Linked DNA regions of Mus musculus: region 1 is linked to region 2. The links are chromatin contacts, called in public HiChIP or PLAC-seq maps. All regions are on one chromosome and are shown on one strand. Each heading gives the region's core, a stretch centred on a gene start, on an enhancer-like site or on the middle of the called end of the contact. The rest is flanking DNA. Distances are from core to core; before and after follow the strand shown. Region 1 overlaps Gzmk (granzyme K). Region 2 overlaps Cdc20b (cell division cycle 20B).

Region 1 (5,461 bases), core at 2,548-5,047, 83 kb after region 2:
GCAAAGATTTGTTAGTCAGGGGGGAATGGTGTTTCAATAAAATAAAATTAAATATCATTTTGTCTGAGTTAATTCTTATTTAAATAAGGTAAGGTAGAAATCTAAAGGTTATCTGGGATTTGGGAAAGTCTGGATATTAGGCTATATATAATTCTATATACGTGTCTACATCAAGGGTAGAACTTGTAGGTTCCGATTTCATTTCTGGGATTCTGTGGGATGTATCCTGTAGTCCCCCCGACTTTATCTGGGGAGGATGTCTCAAGAGTCCCAGTGTATGCCTGAAACTGTGAGCAGTACTGAGCCCTGTAACTTAATACCTTCCATCTTTATGCCCGTACCATACACTGTGGCTGTATATTTATCAGTGTGAGACACATAAGCAAAGCAGAATGCATTCCTCACCTTCTTCACAAGTGCATGGCTTGAGGATAGTCTCAGTATACACTCTTTTCCCTCTAAGTTTAGAATGGTTGCCCTCTTTTGCTTAAAGGAAGCCTTCATCCCATGGCTTATCTTTGGCATATTCCAATCGCCAGCATCACTTCATTAATGCACATTGGGTCATTAACAAAGGGTACCCAAACACAAACAGGTCATAGCTCTGAGGGTCTGATCATGGACATGGCTGCCTTGTGTCTAACAGTCAGGTAAAACCCAGAGGAGATACACAAGGAAGGGAGGAGTCAGGCCTTGTGCATGGAGATCTCATTTTCCTCAGAATGTTACCTTACGCAATTTACAACTTATGAATTATATGTGTCTAGAATTTTCCATTTTGACAGATTCAGATCATGTTTGACCATGGTGAAATGAATCCATGGAAACAAAGCCAGAGCTAGCAATAAAGCACTGGTGTGCAGTTCCCAAACATCAGAGGATTAAGTGTTTTATTGAAAGATGTCCATTGGCATGGAGGGTCACTTGTCATCAGGGTCCTTTCTGCTTTGATGTCAAAAGCATCTGGCTTTAAGTTTGCTTCATAGTTGTGGTTCATCTTTATTTCTGGAGGGCTAACCATCACCCCTGTCGTCCAAGGACTTGGCTTTCTTCTGAGTCATGTCTCTTTAAAGAACCCTTCCTAAAGGCTCCAGACATTTACATCTTATTGACCACTACAGACAGGAAGAGAGGCTTGAATGCCATCTTCTGGCCATATGTATCGTGTATCTGTGGCTTCAAATTTAATTAGATTGTTGTTGTTGTTGTTGTTGTGTTATCAGGAAAAGATGGGATGCCTGTTGAATAAAGAAACAGTGTCTGTGGTGCTGAGTGAGTGAGATAGGCCACAGCAGAGACCAAAGCAAAGCAATGCACTGCTACCCAGGGCATGAACCAAGGCCCTGCTTGTACTGTTGCAATCCTGTTGCCAAAGCAGGCACGTGCAAGTGCCTAGGAGAGGGCAGGCAGACTGCTGGCCTGCTGAAAAGCCTCATGGGCTTGTAAATCTTGGGGAATTGACCAAAGTTCAAGGCCTAACCTTTACTGAGGCAGGAAATGAAACTCGATTTTCAGTCCCCAGCCTATGAAAAGTCAAACCGTCTCTCAAAATGAAACTCCAGGGTTAGTGACACGGCTCTGCTCGTGAAGGGGGCTTGCTGCCAAGTCTGACAGCTAGCACTTGATTCCCAAGAGCCTATACTGGTGGCTCTGTACTCTCCCAAGCTGTCCTCTGACTACACATAAGGCACTGTAGCACGTGTGCCCTTCCCCACAAATAAATCAATGCTTTAAACAAGAAATGGGAGTGATCCCAGACACAGGAGTGACGTCATCAGTGTAGCAAAGCAAGGTGTTCATTAACTTGCGATGAGAGACAATGAACGAGGGGATGGAAATGTTCACCGGAGTTCTCTCAGAAACACCACAGCAGGTAAAACCAAGTAACCAGTGAGCATGTGACAGAACCAGGCAAAACCAAAGATGAGTCAGGAGGTGTACACTCCCTTCCTGGGTGACAGCTATGGTCCTCAATCTGCCCTACCTCCTTTTTATTTGGTACCCATGGTTGTTCTTCTTCATCCAAATGAGACCCAGCAACCTTTGAATATATTCTAGCAGGCTTCAGAATTCTGTGTCTCCTCAGAATGCTTTTGCTAACTCTAATCCAGGCTGTAGGGAATACTCCAAGTTCTAAGGAAAAGCCATGGCGTAAACCCCATATGCTGACTCTAATAGGCTGTTACACAGACATGTATGGTTAAAACCAGAAAAAAAGAATGTGATCCTTCCCTGGGAGACCTTGTGAATGACAAGCAGGGTTGGCCAATTTACAGTTATAACTGATTGTTACCAGGCAAACAGGGTCTCAGACCTGAGAGCCAGAACTCCTTACTAACTGGTGCTCTTTTGCAGAGAAGAAAGACATCTGGGATTCCACTACTGTTATAAAACCATAGGCAGGTGGAGGCAGGCAGAAGACATCCAGAGTCATACCCACTGCCACAAGGTGCCACTATGATGCACAAGTATCTGATGGAGAGATAGGAGAGGCCATGGTGATGTCCTGACCCATGCTATTACTGGAGGGACCCTGCCTGGGTCTGTGGCCCTGAGGCAGCAGGGGTTTGTGTCCATGTCCGTGGTCCATGTTACCACCAAAGGCCATGTGAACATCCCTGGTCTGGGCTATTTCATGGTGGCAGTGTTGATGTCCGAGGCTTGTCCAGAGCTGGACCTTGCCCTCACCTGAGCAGAGAGGAAGAGCTGGCCCTGGTGGTGCTGGTACCGACCAACTGTCAGCTGTCAGGCTGACCAACTAGGCCACCACCCAGGCCCAGATTCAGGGCATTGAGTTGGCCTACCCCAACATCTATCCCATCTGTGAACTCCTGGAGTGCACGAAGGGGCTGCTTCTACAAAGCCAAAGCTGCAACAGGATAGCCAAGAGGAGTACCAGGGAAGAGGATTCAGTATTGATAGCATTACAGAAGCCAGAGGCCTTAAACCAGACAAATCACTCATTGCAATGAACATTTGCAAGTAAAGCTGTGTGTGACACACCAAAGCTTCCACGCAAGATGTTTTTTGTTTGTCTTGTTTTCCTTTGAGGGGAGGTTGCAAGAGCAGAGAGCAGGTATGGAGAGACAGGGGGATGAGTGGAATTTAGGTGCATGATGGGAAATTCACACACACACACACACACACACACACACACACACACACACACACACACACACACACACTACAACACACTACAACACAATACAACAAAAAATTCCCCCAAATCAAAACCCATAGGCAGGATGAAATTGGGCAGCCATAAGAGACCCGCATAGATCTGCTAACCATCCCTACCCCATAGGGGTCATAATCGGTCCCCTACTCATTACACATGAGTCCCCTTCCTTCTTAAAATGGACCACTTCCTTTGTTTGGGTGAGACACTAATGTTAGTATCAATATGAATATTTGTGAGCTGTTTCTCCTATTCTCTGGGGGCAGGAGGGAAGGCAGACCACCTGAGTTCTATTCCCAGAAACCATGTTGGGTGTCACATAACCACCTGTAAACGGTGGCTCTAGGAGGCCCTGACACTTGGCACCGGAACTCACACCCTCTCCCATAATTGAAATTAAAAATTCTTTTTAAAAAATGAATTAGCTTCCATTTCCTGTGTACCAGACAATCCAGGGTTCTGAGGGAGAAAGGAAATCAAAATGAAACAAAACAAAGCCTACAGCTTTAGTCACAAATAAGTAACAAATGACTCAGCAAAAAGACTCAAAGAAATTGGCAGTTGAATGGGTTTGGTTGGTTTTGTTGTTTTTTTGTTTTTTTCAACAGGAAGTTAAACTGTTAAAGCTTAAACTGAGGGCTGAAGATTTCAAGACTCTGGGAGCTCACTCAGGATGTTCTTGGTGCTCAGCACACACCATGCTGACAAGTCTTCTGAAGTGCATCTTAGCATTCTGGGAAATTCTGCACTTTGGGAGACACCTGGATCCTTTGCCGTGGGACAGATTGATCGCACTGCCCTCCCCACCTCACATGTGAACTGTTGTAGTCAGCTTGGACTGATTGATTGAAAGACATACTTCAAGTTGGATGACTGAACAAGAATTCCTGAAAAGAAGTTGTGTCTGGATGTGAACAATAAACTCCTGGGAGAGTCGGGTCTGCAGAGACTGATGGTCTGACTGCAATCTGAGTACCATGGCGAGACGGGAGTTTTGTAGGCTCAGAGGCTAACTGTCTTATTATAAGATGTTATGAAGGTTACATATTATTTAGTTTCTTCTAGATTTTCTAATTTATCAGAAGCAACTGATTTTCTATTATTTTATTTTTTAGACATGATCTTTATTTGAGGGTCCAAGCTGGCCTCAATCTCTAGCTACTTTTGCTGAAGCCCGCCTGTGCTGGGATTCTAGGCATGCGTCATCGTGCCTGGCTAGCTGATTTACCTTTACGTCTGACTTTCAGACTCAATTTATGTCTATTCAAACACAATTTGGGGGCAAAAGGTCAATACAATCTATATTACAAATAATCTTATGGTTTTAGACAGTAATACAGTCGGTAGAAGTATGGGAAATATGGCAGAGTATATTAAAATTTTTATCTTTATTATCTTACTTTATTCTCTTTTATTAACATCTAAAAAAATCACACAAGTTCATGGGAGTATAAAATTTCAATTTCCAAGATGAATAAATCCTGAAGATCCATTGTATATGAGTACCTATAGTTGATGATACTTTATTGGATAACTAAGTCTTTTTTAAAGCACTTAACACATTAAAAGCACCTTGAAAACTCTTACCATAACTTAAAACACCCTAATAACTTGAGATGACTTGGCAGAAATCCTAACACAAACAAGGTTGGATGAGGTACCATTATTGCCTTGTGTGGATACCTCATTGCCCCTTGAGGAGTATGGATGGAGGCAAGGGAGATGTTTCTTGACATCCATGCAGACAAACACAGACGTCCACATTTTATTTAGGATGAACGAACACAGTAAAAACAAATCATTAATACACGTGAAAAAAGAGCATGGCTCCCTAACTAAATGAATTTCTGAGAAACAGAAATCCATCCCAGCTGTTCCATGCCCTCCCTATAGCCAGCTGCCTCTGAAGAGGACGCCAGGTCTGCAAGCGCATCCTGGAAAAAGAAGCAAGTGACTGGCAGATCCAGGAAAATCTCAATGTGCAATCTCAATGTGCACGTGATGGGGCAAGCTTGCTTTTGATCCAGGTCTGGTATTTCTTAGTTAATAGCGTATAGATTCCAGGCTTTTTGGCGATGCCACATTTATAGCCCTGAGAGACTAGGGCATGGAAGATGCCTTTGCAGATCAAAGGGCCACCAGAGTCACCCTGGAAAAGGAAAATGGGCAGATACTTAGCGACAAGCTGAAGATAGTTTCCTAAAGCCATCGTTATTTTCAAGTGTTTTTAACAGTTAGGGTTAGGGTTAGGGTTAGGGTTAGGGTTAGGGTTAGGGTTAGGGT
Region 2 (5,186 bases), core at 2,154-4,653:
CTGCCCCACGCTGTTCAGGTCCGGTGGGTTCTTCGGTGAGTGAATGCTACATACCTACCCGTGGCAAAGTTTGCTGCCACCAAGTGGGAAAGCTCTGGTCAAAGACTGATTCTTTGGTTTTTTTAACATCAACAGAAAAACAAATCCTCACACACCCCCATCTCAGAACACAGAGGTAAATGTTTCTAAACTTGATCGTTCTTGTCTAACTCTTAAAAGTGTCCAGGTTCCTCTTCCTTGGATATGTGTGTGCTTTAGGCAGCAGCAATCTTTGGCAGTTTTTCCAGATTTAGCATCATGGATTATTTTGAAGAGAATCTAGCAGTGTGAAGGAGAGCCGGAATATTAGACAGTGCTATGAAACCACCAAGAAGCAGGAGGCATCCTCTGTTAAAAAAAAAAAAAAATATATATATATATATATATATATAGTTAGTTAGTTAGTTAGTTAGTTAGGGCTAATACCAAACCTTTCTTTGGAGAGCTGAGAATTCTGTTTGTCAACCCACACCCCTTCCCCATCAGATAGACTTCCTGGCTCTGCTGAGGATCCAGCTCTAGTTGGCTTCATGTCACACTACTTCTCCCTCTGTCTGTCGGTCCCTCTGTCCCTCTGTCCCTCTGTCCCTCTATCCTCCCTCCCTCCCTCCCTCCCTCCCTTCTTTCTTTCCTTCCTTCCTTCTGTAGTTGTTGCTGGGAATCAGACCCTGGTGTCCTGTCATGGAGCCATGCCCTAAGAAGCCAGACTGCTATTCTCTCTCAATTTAGTTCTACAAACTCTTATTGGGATCTTTCTTGACACAAAGATTCATGGCGAGGAAGGAGAACCCACTTCTGTCCTCAGAACCTTCTGGAATGATAAAGGAGTTGTTGTATCTCCTTCTACCCCGCCCTGGCGATAAGATGAAAATGCTGGCTGAGGAGGCTGCAGAGGGAGCTTATCAACAGCTTGTGCTTCTGATAGAGTTCCTGTTTCCCGCTCTCCACTTGGCCCTGCCTGCCGATTGATCCCAGGAACTTATGTGCTCACCCTTTATTTTTGTGCATCTTTTATTTATCTTATGTTTATGGGAATGTAGAGAATACATAGGTGACATTGTTTCCCTTGAAACCTATGCTTTTGTGTGAGGAGACATACGGAAATCTAGTATATATAAAACTAGTATGTATAAAGCTAGGTCGCGCTAATACCATGACTTTTTTGGGGGGAGGGTTTCTCTCACACAGTTTCCTGTCATACAGACTTGCTGTCTGTGGCGTAGCTCCAGACAGCCCCAGGACACCTCTCTGTTCCTCAGTGGTCTCACTCTTTCTGATCTGTAGGAACTAGGGAACCAATATGTTCCTGTTCATTTTCTCCACACTGTCCTGTCTCTGTTATGGGCAAACACTCTACCATGAAGCCACATCTTCAGCCACTCAGACAACCCTTTTAAAAAATATTTATTGAGTTTATTCTTTAACAGTTTCATACATGTATACATATGCAAAGTGTACTGGATTGTGGTAGCCCTGACCATCTCTAAATCCCTTCTTACTGCTATTATCCCTGCTTCCCTCCATTTCCTTCTCACATCCATGGTGTGTGTATGTGTGTGTGTGTGTGTGTGTGTGTAAAGATCTATTTATTTATTTATTTATTTATTTATTTATTTTCAAGGCAGTGTTTCTCTGTGTACCTATGGCTGTCCCGAGACTCACGGAATTCTGCCTCTTAAGTGCTGGAATTAAAGGTGTTCTCCCTACCACCTCGGATGATTTATTTATCTATTTTTATTTTATGTGCAAGAGTGTTTTGCCTGCCTGTATGTATACGCATCATGCACATGCCCTCTGGAGATCAGAAGAGCATGTCAGATCCCCTGGAACTGGATGGTTGTGAGCTGCCCTGTGGGTGCTGGAGACTAAACTCTGTAAGAGCAGCCAGTGCTCTTAACCAGGGGGCCACTGCTCCAGCCCCACATTCATGCCTTTTTGTTTTAAGACTCACTGTGTTTAACCAGGATTGTTTACATGAAGTTGGGTTTGGAAGTACTCCTTGGACACTGGTAAGCCTCTTGGTGGGTGCACAGTTGAAGACAATGACTGCCCCAGAATCCACTGATAGCCAGTAGTTCAGCAGAGAAGGGTGGGCTTCATAAGCATCTGCCTCATCTGTGACTGACTATTGATGGTTCTGTCTTGCACAGGCTTGTTGCAAGCTCTCGTGGCTGCTACGGGGTCTGGACTATTTTGGGTGAACTGTGCTCACATGTCAGCATTTCACAGCCCTTCTGCCTTCTGGCTCTTATGATCTCTGCATTTGTAATTTTTTTAAATGCCTTACAAAGTTGTAAATCTTCATTAAACCTTCTCAACCAACCAACCAGCCAACCCAACCAATCAACCAACCAACCAGCCAACCCAACCAACCAACCCAACCAACCAACCAACCAACCAACCAACCCAACCGACCACCACCAAAACCCAAAAACATGAAATAGCATAGTAGAATTGAATACCCTATAGAGATGAGACAGATGGAAAAATAAATGTGATTTTGTGAAACTTTTATTGTAGACATACTCTTTTCTATATAACCTACTATAAATTATGTGTAAATGGCTAGGTATAATGTTGCTATATAACACTAATTTTGATAGTATGTCAAAACATTTGAAAGAAAGGCTGTTCTAGATGAGAGCCACACCTTTACCAAGGCTTACCCTATGAATCATACTGTTAATTCCTTGGGGAGAAACATTAGTTTAAAAGGTCCTACCCCTAACAACAGAAGACAGACAACTTATTCTTGTTCCCATCCACAATGGAATGGTAATTTTTAAGCTTTAAATCACCAACCAAAGAGCACACATGGAAGGACCCATGGCCCCCTCTGCATACGTAGCAGAGGATGGCTTTGTTGGGCATCAGTGGGAGGAGGGGCCCTTGGTCCTATGAAGGCTCGATGCCTCAGTGTAGGGGAATGCCAAGGCAGGGAGCTGGGAATGGGTGGGTGGGTGGGTGGGGGGAACATCCTTATAGGAGCAGGGGGAAGGGGGATGGGATAGTGGGATTCTGGTGGGAGGGGGACCAGGAAAGGGCATAACACTTGAAATGTAACTAAAGAAAATATCCAATAAAAAAAATAAAATGAGAGAAAATAGAATGTATAAACATTTTACCAATTCAGACACAAGAACAAAAAACAAATCAAATAAACAAACAAACAACAGGAGTAGGAGGGACCGTTGAGGAAGCAGGGCTGGGAGGTTTTAAGAGCCAGAGGTCAGAAACTGTCACACAGGGTCCCTGTGCATGGGCTCACAGCAGCTGTGGCTGCCTGAATTGAATCTGCACAGGCTCAAGGCGGTGGAGACACAGTTGACAGGCTTGGCTTCTGGGGGCGGGAGAGTCTCTGGGTTTGGTTTTTGTAAGGGCGTGGTGACCGAGGTGTGGTGACCAAGGTGTGGTTGATGGCCCCACTCTCATGAGTATAGGGGCAACACAAACTGGACTTAGTGAGATATTAAAAAAAAATGACAGGAATTTGAGAGTGAATGGGAAGGTGAGATCGGATCTGAGAGGAGTGGGGGTGACTGTAATCAAATTACACTGTAGAAAATTCTCAAAAATTAATTTATTATATGAAAAAGACAACCTGGTGTAGGTGACTTTCTTGCTCGCAGGTGAGACCTGCCTTTGACGTGGCGTCTTTGATCCATGGCAAAGGAGCAATATGTAGTGTCATTGATGGTACATACTCATGCAGAAAACAGAACTTGTGGCTCGCCCAACAACACAAGCTCCCCTCAAAAGAGTGTCTTTGTCTGGGGTAAATGTGTCATTTCCCACTTCCTCGTGAGTTAAGACTGTCACTGACGTGTTTGGGAGGGACTTCGAGAGCATGCTGCTCCCCACTCCTGTGTCATTTCTCTAAAAGTTTCTCATCAGTTTAAGTCAAGCTAGGGTTCAACCCCCACTTTGGGAAATATTTGGGATTTACCCTCTTTGCTATTTCATTTTATTCTTTTCTTTTAACGCATATAAGGCATTTTTAATCGCTCATTTTATCTATTGAATATAATAAAGACTTTATCCTTAGGGTGGATTGAAAAGCATCACTTTAAGTTAGCAGTGCTCATTTAAAGACTCTTGTGCCTGCAACTTTGTGAAGGGGAATCAGTGGGAATGTTTAACTTTTTTGGCAAGAGAGATCCCTATGTGACAATTTTCTGTGTGAATCTAACACTGCAACTGTTTAATATTCCTTTTTATAGACAGCTTTCTCTCCAGGACATGAAGAAAGATAGTAGCAAAAATACCTGGAGAAGTGTGAGAGAATAAAAGGCTATGCACTATAAAAGGGCTTTATTTTTAGTTATGCTCGTGTGTCTGTGGATATGTGTACCTGCAGGTGAAGGTGCCCTGGGGGCCTAGACCGGCTGGCTCTCCTGGGGCTGCAGCTAGGGGTGGTAAGCTACTACATGGGGTGCTGAGCCATCTCTCTAGCCCCAAGAGACAGACTGTTTTATGCTTCTTCCTTGTGGCTTTATTGTAGAGTGAGCTTTTAAAATTAATTGTTAAAGTTAAATATGTGAATTGATTATGCACACAGATTTCTTTTCTCTTTCTTTTCCTTCCTTCTGTCTTTCTTCTCCTCTTCTTTCTTCCCTCCCTACTCCACCCTCTCCTCCCTTCCTCTGTTCCTTTCTTCTTTCATGCTGTACTTGGGATCAAACCAGTGATTGGCATATGCTGGGCAAGTATGCTATTTTCCCCAGCTAAAAAATTCCTAGTTCTAAAGTTACTTAACTTTCCATTTGTACAAAAAGATAAGTCTTGTACATACTGTAGGGTATTCTAAAATAAACAGAAATCTATCAGTAAAATTAGACTTTTAAAATGAGAAGAAATAGGCTAGAATAATTGAAAAGCTTTGGTGCAAGGTTCTATAGCCTATTGTTTATTTTTTGAAGACTTGTTTTAAACTTTGTGTATATATGGGTGAGTATAGTCATATGTGAGTGTAGGTGCCTTCAGAGTCCAGAAGAAGGCGTTAGAGCCCCGGGAACTGGAATTATAGGCAGTTGTGAGCTGGCTGACATGGGAGCCAAGAATCAAATTCAGATCCTCTACAAGAATAATAGGTGCTCTTGACTGATGAGCCATCTCTCCAGTTCTGGTTCTATGTCTTTGTAAAACAT

The links. HiChIP or PLAC-seq counts read pairs in DNA pulled down with a chosen protein or histone mark.
Region 1: a contact with region 2 is called in a BATF HiChIP or PLAC-seq map of CD8 T cells, with 23 read pairs. The contact joins two enhancer-like sites. A contact is called at or near these places in 1 of 484 Hi-C or Micro-C datasets (CD8 T cells), 2 of 115 datasets of contacts at active chromatin or transcription factors (CD8 T cells and memory CD8 T cells) and 2 of 9 other capture datasets (adipose tissue and liver).

The regions. Positions count from the first base shown.
Region 1 is chr13:113,166,709-113,172,169 of GRCm38.p6, forward strand. Gzmk (granzyme K) reads right to left here. Exons shown (of 5, transcript NM_008196.2): 5 at 4,922-5,327. The coding sequence ends at 5,166. Among named protein-coding and RNA genes, the nearest start is that of Gzmk, 12 kb to the right of the region's middle. Within about 2 kb of position 3,798, at least 40 of the 459 cell types and tissues checked have an H3K27ac peak or open chromatin away from gene starts, as enhancers often do. A contact at or near this core is called in CD8 T cells and memory CD8 T cells, where this site is marked.
Region 2 is chr13:113,084,013-113,089,198 of GRCm38.p6, forward strand. Cdc20b (cell division cycle 20B) reads left to right here. Exons shown (of 12, transcript NM_001281487.1): 11 at 1-35. Among named protein-coding and RNA genes, the nearest start is that of Gzma, 14 kb to the right of the region's middle. Within about 2 kb of position 3,404, at least 11 of the 459 cell types and tissues checked have an H3K27ac peak or open chromatin away from gene starts, as enhancers often do. A contact at or near this core is called in CD8 T cells and memory CD8 T cells, where this site is marked.